Linked DNA regions of Drosophila melanogaster: region 1 is linked to region 2. Evidence: chromatin contacts called from public Hi-C data. All regions are on one chromosome and are shown on one strand. The core of a region is the stretch at or near the end of the contact, and the rest is flanking DNA. Distances in the headings are between cores, read along the strand shown.

Region 1 (5,286 bases), core at 1,331-3,830, 580 kb before region 2:
TAGTAGTAGTATAAGTTGTAGTATTTGTTGTAGGCGTGGAGTGGAAGAAGAGAAGAACAGAGAACAGTATAGAGTAGAGCAGATCGAGTGAGATGCAAACAACGGCGGAAACGGAAGTTAATGCTATCGGGTTTCAAAGGAAATTCAAATAATTTAAAAAAAAAACTCCAAAAAACAAGGTAACATATATCATTGCATACTTAGTGGCACAATTTAAGAACCAGAGCATCTAAAAACTCGTTTAAATAGGCAAAATCTAGGAAAGTAGATTGAACGGAACAATATAGGGTATATATTAAACTCGAAGAGAAACAGGCCAAGATATATATATACATATCAAAGAAAATGCACTCCTAAGGAATGGAATTTAGGATCAAAACAGAGAAAGAATACATTTAAGGAGAGACATAACCATCTAGATTCAAGAACAGGTCAGAATACAGATTAATATAAACACTATTGAGGATATATATAAAAGTACCAACATATGTCATAAAAAGGGAACTAATTATGAAAAAATAGGAATAGAATATATGAATGAATGGATGAATAATCATAACTATGAATTTTGCAGCAGAATAAGTACGTTTCACGAAATGACAGTTAATGATGTTCAAAAGATAAGATCGGTGTAAACAGGTGGATATAAGTTCACTAGTTGGGTTTTACATATTCCCCAGCACTAACTTTCGGCCCAAAAAACACAGGATTTATAAATACTATATAAAACAATTTAAGTTCCTCGATCAAACAGATCCTACTCACATCAGCTATTTTGACTGCCTGGCCATCCTTTTCCCATTTGGTTGCAATTTGCAAGGTCTCCGCTGTCTTTTGTTGTATGCTCTTCGAGTCATCCAATAATGTCAATTCATAGAATTCTTGTATATCTGCAATTGAAGGAAATACATAATTAATAAGAGTATAATAATTATAATTCTTAAAACTATTTTCTTATATTATTCGCTGTTTTGTTCTAGTTTAAGGAGCAATCATGGTTCAGCAGTAAACATTATTTCAGCTTTCAGAAAAAACTTTCCACTTTTAAATGTATAAATATATTTATATAATATTGTATACTTCTGTGAGACAGGTATCGCTACAAAGATGTTTTCCATTCTACATTTGAAGTATATTCAATTCTTGTTTCTATTCTACATTTTTATAATATTCAATTTTAGTTTTAAAAACATCTTATGAGCAGGTTTCTGTCGTTTCAGAATGACACGAGAATGTCATACATTTTTACAAGCAAAAAAAAACTAAATTTAATATGTATTTAATATATGCTATCAATATATAATCAATAGACTTGTATTGCAATATACAAATACTTCAGCTCTGCTCTTTCTATCTACTTCATAAATATTATTTAATTTTTCGTCATTGATGACGCGTTTTCTGCAAATTCTGCCATGTTTGCGTGTAGATAAAAAGTTTTCTTCCAATACTCAAATTCTTTCAATTTCAATTCTGAAAGAAAAGACAACGAGTTAGACAATTTGGCCATTTAATCGGAATACAAATTTGCTTACCTCACACATGATTGTTCCTTCCGAGAAGAAACTCTATTCAAATGGGCAGCTTATCGACCGTTTTTAAGGCTGTTGTTTGTATTTTTTTCGATATTTCCGAATCGAACTTGCTTTTGATTGCCTACTCAGCGGAAAAGGAAAAAATCAAGCTCAAATTCGAGCGAGAGCTGCTGAGTAAATAACTCCTTCACACCAGAACGGATTCTTGGATTGTGAAAACAAACAGGGAATAAATAACAAAAAAAAAGGGGCCACTGCGGTTAATAAAGTTGAACACATTGAATAACGACAACAAGCAACTAAAGTGCAATCGAACGAATAAACAAACGGATCGAAAACTTTGTTGGCATTCTGCAGTTAACTTGTGGTGCGAAAGTACACTGAGAAAAATGCAACAACCAACCGCCGAGTGATCGGAAAAATCAAGTTAAACAACTTGATGCATAAGTTAAATAACATTTAGATGTTATCATTCTTTAAAGACAAATCAGTAAATATTGAATTCAAAAATTTTTCAATGCTTACATACATTTTTAAAATCAAGTGTCGCCTTAATTGTTTCATAGATATTACATTATTTAATCCTCCACTAAACCAGCCAGCTTCTTTAAATTCACATTGTCCGTCGGTGTGAAATGGGCTTTAATTGTTGGCTTAGTGCAGTGCCATAGGAGGCATCGAGCAGCTTTTGCTCGGGAAGCGGAAATCAGAAACTGTCAGAATGCATCTCGAATGCATACATTTCAATGCAAACTGACGCCGCCACTGACAGCGGAAGGGAATGGGCGTTGGGGGTGTGGCTGTGCTTATACGAACACACAATATACCCATATGCTGCTGCCAATATGTTTCGCTTCAACAGCAGTCAAGTGGCCCAAATGGGGGAAACTAAAATCCGACTTTTCAGGGAGAAAAAAAAAGAAGCAAAATTGAAACGAAATCCATGGCGCCCATTTAATTTCCTGCGCCCCAAAACAGGGCAGCCCCAAAAAGAGCAAGCGAGACAGCTGGTCGGATAGAACGAGAGAGAGAGAGAGAGAGAGCACGTAATTCCATGGGGCATTGCTGGGCCACCAATATATTGCATGGAAAAGTACGCGCAGTCATTGAAATGTGTGTACATAAAGTACAGCTCACTGGGAAACTAAAGGTTTCCCGGGGGAACTGTGCAAGGCAATTTGAAACTAAATATTTCAAATTTGCAAAGCTGAAAAGAAACACCCTACTAATATTAATCAAGCAGACGAAACTTTCGAAAACGTTTTCGAACATTATTACAAGCTTCAGATACCTAAAAAAATATATGTTGGCCCTACGATTAAACAAGCAGCTTAGCATATATACAAGAAGTTGCTTAAAATTTGTAAATCTTCAATGGAGAATTGCCTGTATTTTATCGAGAGACCACTGTACCACGTTATGCAATGGATTCGGCCACTTGAACTCAAAATGAGTTATCGAATGCTTTAGAATGCTTTCCCGAAAATGCCCTTTTAAGCATTGTTATTTTTTTCATTCCTCCATTATTTGTGTGCCTTCAATTTGTGTTCTGCATGTTTTTCATCGGTATTTGTGTTTGTTTTATTTTTTATTGCGGCCACATTTTTTAGCTGGCCTCAGCTGAATGCCAATGCCGTTGAAAAAGAGATGCTAAACTTCAGGTTACACCATCTCTCTCTATCTTCATCTCGCTGTGGGGAATTCCAGGAAATCGATAAGACCCCTCAAAAGTATCCACAATATATTTGCATACATATGTATGTATCATTTACAATAGCAGGGGATAATAATAGCAGCGATTTCAATCACAATTTATGTAACTTAAAGTAGCAAATAACTTATTGACTTATAGTAAGCTGCGTATAGATTTAAAAATTAATATCTTATGCTTGTTACAGTTTATCTCACGTATAGTGGTTTTATTCGCTTGACCGCAATCGTATCTCACTCGTAAACATATACACTAGTGTATGTATGTAAATGTAAGTGTGCTGCAGATGATTCCAATTCTAGGCCAATTAAATTGGGATTTCGCCCGCACATGGCTCTTCATGACCTTTTGCCCCCCCCCGTCCCGCACACAACCCCTGGCGCATCCTTATCTCTATCCTTCGCTTCAACTTGAGTGTCAATTGTGGTGCCTGTGCAACACTGAGAACCAAGCCAAAAACTATGGCAAAAAAAAATCAAACTCTGATGCCCAAACATAGTTTTTCCAACGATATTACTCATACGCAGTGTTATTCGGTTGCACAGTAGTAGTGCTTTCAAACGCAGTTGAAATGTTTTCAGTGTTATTACAGCATAACAGATTCAATGCAAATATGTTCAACAAAAGCGGGAAAGAGACGGAAAGAGACTGGAATCTAACCTCAAGTTTGATACTATACCCAAAACACACACACACACACATACGTTTCGGGTGTTTGGGATGCGGCTAATACCTTGTTAATTATTTCACACGCACACACATGCATACACCACCTCAAATTCCCTTGGGTGGACCTTAACTGTGGGTTGATTTCAAGGCTGTGAACTCTTTTTATCGTAATACATGTGACCCATATCTATCATAAGAAAAATCAAGTACTGGCATCGTGTTTAAAAACTCTCTTCTTCAATTTAGTTTAGCTTTCCTTCTAAACTAGCAGAGCGACGTGACTGATCATGTTCTGTCGAAGTGCGACCCTGCGAGTTTTTAAGTTAAGGTCCACCCTTGTGTTTGGCCATACAAAAGCTCCTGTTTTCTAACGTGTCACGTGTTTGGCTTGTTTGCATTTGAGTTTGTGTGTGCTTGTTAGCCGTTTAACATTTCTGACACGCCAAGCGCAGCCACTGAAACTGTAACGATAACGGGAGAAGAGGAAGCACCAGCGGGATACGCCGAACAAGAGGAATAGGGACAAGAAGAACCAAAACAATGGGAAGAATGGAAAGAGGTAGGGGGAGAGGACCCAAGCGAAACGAAACGAAAAGGATTATGCAACTGCCACTGACAGCGGGCAACACAATTTGCACCCAGGGGTCCAATAGAAAGGGACGGGGTCACAGAGCGAGACGCGGAGCGAGCGGGAGAGAGCCATAGGGGACTAGAATGAGATGGAGCACGGCGGTAGAGCAGAACTTTTGCAAATTATACAACAGGCAAGACCCACAAAACAGACAACTGCAAACCAACCGCCCGTCTCGAAATGGATGGACATATGGACAGAGAGAGATGAGAGGCGGATACGTTGCTGAAAAAAAGAAAAGATGGGCGAGCAAAAAAAAAAGTGTACTGCAAACAGTGCTGCCAAAAATCCAAAAGTAGCTAAGAGCTAATCCAGACAAAACTGTCAAATGAGAAAAACAAGCTGTCAAATCTTGGGCAAAAATGTCTCAATAAATGGGAACGGCTTAAAAAACTGCTTAAATATACAATGATAAGGCAACAATGGCAGGGAAATTAACTTTTCTTAATAGGAAAGTATTTAGTTATAGTGATAATTAGGTTCATCTTAAGCTTGAGACTATAGGTAATATGAGGGAAACCAACAAGTTGCTAGTGAAAATCAATGGCTCCTTCGCCATATGCCACCAAAATGCACTCCATGATGCAACTGGAGCACTAATCAGGCCGTCTATCGACCCTTTTGAGTAACCAGAGTCGGTAAAGAAAAAAAAAACAAGCTGAATTAGCCGCATTACTATGGGACGCTTGCTGTTTCCATTGCGCTGCGCTGCTTGGTCTATTTGACCCAAATCCTATGCA
Region 2 (5,106 bases), core at 1,255-3,754:
ACGTGATTTCTAAAGTTTTTATTTTTTATGAGTCACGAAAGCGCTCTGAGTTTGATTCAAATAATCTCCAATCTGAGCTAAAACATTTTGAGTGTAAATGTTGTTCATATTGTGGTGTGGGATGCTAATTTTGTGACCGAATCTGTATTCCCATGTGTTGCATTGTGTAAAATCGCCATGCCAAACTGATGGTGACAGATTCGCGATGTTTGCATCGGGAGGCGTTTTGTTTGTCAAGTGATGGGCTTCACTGTGGGTGTTGCATTTGCCACTTGGTGGAAAAGCGTTGGACAAGGGGTAGATGTTGGGGGGTGGTCCCCACACTACTGTTCACCAATTTAGGTCAAACCAGCCAGCAACAATGCAATCGTTGTGCTTTTCGCTGCTATATTCGTTGCACCACTTGGGTTTTCCTACCCTCTTTCACTTCTTTTCCTATTTGTTCCTTCCTTTGACGGAAATACCTCTTACACTAAAACTATATGATATTTTTTATAATATTTTATGTTCTGGAGCATGTTTATATGGTAGCTGAAAGTCTGATTTTAAGCATATCAAATAAATTATTTATATATTTATATGCTATTGAAATGATTAATATCCGTTTTAAAGCGATGTGTGTAATATTCCCTAATTCATCATATTGCCATATGTTTTTCTTTCTGTGCAGCTGTAAGCTGAAAACAAGTTTTTCTTTTCCATATGTTGACAAAACAAATTCCTTTGGCACTTTATTTTTTCCTATTTTCACCATGGTCGTTTCAAAGAAATGATGGAGGGGGAAATGCATAGATAAGCTTGGCAAAAGAAAATGCAAGAAAACTAACCTTAGTCTATGCGATCGCAAATGTGTGTGTTTGTTTTTCCCGACAAGCAGCAACTTGTGGAATGTGTCATGAAAATAGAACAACAACTACTCACATAAATGCATATGCTACAAAACGTACATCACACTCCCATGCATATATACATATGTGTGTGGCACATGCGTCATTCAGTGCAGTTTAAATACCAAGCATTCATTTATTCATGAGACAAAAATAAAGTTGCAATCAAAAAGAACGGAACAAAATCAGCCAGCAGATTTCCGATTTTTTCATTCATAAAAATTATACAAAAAAGAATGAAAGAAAAACAAAGAGCATGGGATGAAGGCAACCACACAACGCATTACACACACACACACACACACACACACACACACACACACACACACACATGTCCACGCAATGCAATGTGTGTACTGATAAAGCAGCATCTGTGGGTGATTGCATGAGTGTGTGTACTAGTGGGAGTGCACAGTGCACCGCCTTTTTATATGAGAGAGATAAAAGCTAAAAGAAGAAAAGAAAACATACCAAAAATAAATACGCGAGGGCGCCGCATGGCGTACACAACCATACATACAAAGTATATTGATTGGATTTGGCGGTGTATACATCTTTTGTGTGCATGTGCTACAGCCGTGTTAAAAAAAATAGTGACAACTACAGCCTTATCGGTTGCGTATGATTGTATTTAAAACTAGGTTCATATTACCCTTTTAGATAAAAATCGGATAAATAAACTTTCTATTTAATTGTTTTGTTTGACCTTTTTTATCGAACTCTAATATATAGATAATTATTAATTAAATTAATTATTAGTATTAATTAATTTTCCATTAAAGTGCTAGCGATAATTGCAAAATACCTATATTTCCGCACGCAACTGTTTCGCATTAAGGTCGCTCTTTGATAACAAAACTAAAAAAAACGGCAAGAAAGCCTTACCAGGTGTGCGCGTGTGTTTGTGTGATTGCGCCAGAGGTCATTTGCTTAGAATCGGTCACATGTCAGGTAAAAGAAACAACATTCACACATACACATGTGTGCACACCTGGTTATATGAAAACAACCACGGCATAAAACAAAAACAAAAATGTAAAATTGTTGCACTGACTAGTGCCTAATGAGTGTGAGTGGGACAGAGGCAGGGCGCCGTAGTGAAGAGTGATAAGCGGGAGCGGGAGAAAACGATGCGCTCTCCTCTCTTATTGGATGCAGCCGGTGTACTAGACGCAGAAAAACGAACAACAACAACATAACGCAACGTCAACGAACTGCAACTTGTCATTTGCATTGAAAAGAGCAACAAAAATAACAACAAACCACATAGGCAGATGTTGTGACGCATGCTCAGCAATTACAGTTAGCCGACACAGTTTGACAGCCACTGGATGGAAGGAATGGGAATATCGAAGTGCAAGATTTTCAGTTCAGTAACATGAAAAAGACGAAGAAGGCGACGAGAAGAAATAGCAAACGGTGGCAAAATGTACACGTTTCGCATGCGCTTCCTGGAAAAAGCGCAACAGCGCCCAGTCGAGAAATCGCCTGAGAAATGTGCTGGCATAAACGAATAAAAACAAAAATGAAAAAACCGGTCAAAGCTAAGCGGGAGTGCAGGGAGTGTGGAGAAAATAGCAAACAACTCTTGTGAATGGCAAACGGGATTGGAATGCTGGAATGTCGGAATGCGAATGCATCTTTCACCTATGTATGCTCTCTCGCGTGCTCTCTCTTCACTCTGCTCAAGTCGTAATTTACAGTTACTAAGAGCAGATGATCGCTATGTTAATTTATATACAGCCAAACTAACGAACAAGCATTTGTTAACTTACATTTATTTGTCTTGATTTTTGGGCGTCCTCATTTTGTTTGTCGCACTAATTTTTTGAACACAGCTGTACATAGTTGGACATTCCTGCATTCGGCTTGACAGCTAATTAGGGATCATTCATGAAAACGGAGTTAAAGCCACGAGCAAAGTGTGTGAGAACCGAAAAAATGTAAACTGTTAATTAAGAAAAGTGCCAGACTCACTAAAGCAAACGATTTTACGCAGGGGGAAGAACGAGAAACGAAATGAGCCAGCTCCACGCGTCTTCTCTTCTTTTTTCAATTTTTTCTCGTCTCGTCTTGTTGGCTCTTCTCTCTTCTATCCCGTCTTATTCTCTTTTTCCCCCACTTTCTTGCCCCATTGTTGTTGTTTCTATGTGTGTTTTTTTTTTGTTATCCTGTTGGCGACGGGAGAGAAATCACTTCCAAGAAAAATAAACACGATATTAAATGTGCAACATTCCAGGCGTCGTTGGCGTTTGCCCTCACCGTCGTCTTCCTCTCTCGTTCTTATTTTTATTTTACTCTTCTTTTTTTGGACTCTTCGGAGATCAACAACAACGGGAGACAATGTTAAAATCTAAAATCGGAATTGAAAAATTTCAATAATCTTCAACTTATTTATGTTACTTATAACATTACAGTATAGACTGTAAATTTAAATTAATAATTGTAATAATATCGTAAACCCCAATAATATGCATACCCTCTTATTTCTGTGTAAACAAATTGCTTGGTCATTTGCTTTTGCTCTTTCCCATTATTATTACAATTGAATCTATAAAAATCAGACATTCTTAAAACACCACCTATCTATGAAATTTTTTTTAAAGTAAGCAATTGAATTTTCTGCGGGTAGGAGTATCACATTGGCAGATGAAATGAATAGTATTTCTCTTAATTTTATGCACTCCATCACAATTATGATCCTTGTGCCCTGCTTCGGATTTTAATATATTCATTATTGCACAGCATTATTGCAAAAACGCATACAGCGTCAAGATATTTGCATTCTTAACTTCTGTTTTGCATCTGTTGGCCTAACTTCCCATCCCAAAAATACCCACTGCCATCCTAATGATATTCATATACATATATGTAAATTCGAACCCAAATCATTTGTAATCTCGCTCGCTAAAAAAAAAACTCCTTAAATGCTAGTTCGCTGCTTGATCTCGCTCTGTCTTTGCGTTCATCTTTATCTGTATTCTCTCAGTGCTGCCAGAATACGGGTGAAGAATCTAAAAATTATAACGAAATATTATTCAAGCTACAAACAGTCTTCATAGTTCTAGACGGGGTTTTGTTCTGCAAGATTTTTGACTGATATTAGAGATTTTTCGAACTATTTTCGCTTCAATTCTGGCACCACTTGTTTAGCTACTCGACATTGCTCTCTTTAACCGACTGCTTTCTCCTAACTACTGCTACTACTACTACTACTACTACTACTACCACCACAACTACTTACAACTTTTCTTTATTCGCGCATATATTTTCTTATCTAATTCATTTTCCCATTTTCCGCCCAACTCACCCACTTGCGTCCCCCTCCTCTCTTGTTTTTGGACTTCTACTATCATCACTACCACTGCCACTGCCACTGCCACTTACTTCTACTTACTACAACTACTACTATTTTTGTTTCTTTTGTGTTTGTTTGTTTTTCTTGTTCTTGTGTGTTTTTACGCTATTTTCTTCACAGTGTTACGACATCAAAAATCTTAATAAGCGGCATACCGATGCAAACACGTTTCGAAGACATCGAACCGCTACTGAAGCCCTATGGCATCGTCAAACAGTGTGAGGCTATTTCTAGTAAGGATCAAAATACTCAAACAGTACATATAACATTCGAAAATCCTGAGCAGGCGCAAAGGTATATACTCAAAACTACTCATCTAAAACTACTACTATTCACCTAAATTCAATCTCTTTTAAGGGGATTTGCAGATCTCTCATGAAAAACCATTGATTTCTATGAGGTTTTCCATGGGAGTCTTGTTTTGGGCTTAGATATACATAGGTAGTTGCATATCGTTGCATTGGGCGGGGATGCGAAGATTTGGGGGGCTATATTTATTGGGATCTGTGCAGGATGGATGCGTTGTGTGTGGCTTAATTACCTATGTACCTACCTACCTATATTCCCATATTTAGTTGTTTCTTCCATCATCTAAATTGGCCATGGTTATTCCAAATTTTGATCAAGATTTTGCCAAAAACCATTATTATGTGAAATGAACTTTTATTGATTCACATGGAATTTGTTTGCAGTCAGTTCTCAAATTAAATTAAATGTGAAGGAACATGATACACCTGGATAAATTCATGTAAATACAATTTCATTAAACTAAACTTTGCTGATTTCATACCATTTCCATGAATGTCTTTTAATTGGATCGCTAGCCAAGTGTTTAAAAGGTGCAGACATGCATATTTTTGT

The links. A called contact is a pair of places that touch in the nucleus more often than the background predicts.
Region 1: a contact with region 2 is called in a Hi-C map of the OSC cell line, with 3 times the contacts expected there. The contact joins two enhancer-like sites.

Annotation. Positions count from the first base shown.
Region 1 is chrX:11,377,460-11,382,745 of dm6, reverse strand. dlg1 (discs large 1) reads right to left here. Exons shown (of 18, transcript NM_001103486.3): 4 at 766-890. Among named protein-coding and RNA genes, the nearest start is that of dlg1, 10 kb to the right of the region's middle. Within about 2 kb of position 2,580, at least 11 of the 39 cell types and tissues checked have an H3K27ac peak or open chromatin away from gene starts, as enhancers often do. A contact at or near this core is called in the OSC cell line, where this site is marked.
Region 2 is chrX:10,799,184-10,804,289 of dm6, reverse strand. The region is part of intron 3 of Imp (IGF-II mRNA-binding protein); the gene reads left to right. Among named protein-coding and RNA genes, the nearest start is that of lncRNA:CR45204, 5.4 kb to the right of the region's middle. Within about 2 kb of position 2,504, at least 39 of the 39 cell types and tissues checked have an H3K27ac peak or open chromatin away from gene starts, as enhancers often do. A contact at or near this core is called in the OSC cell line, where this site is marked.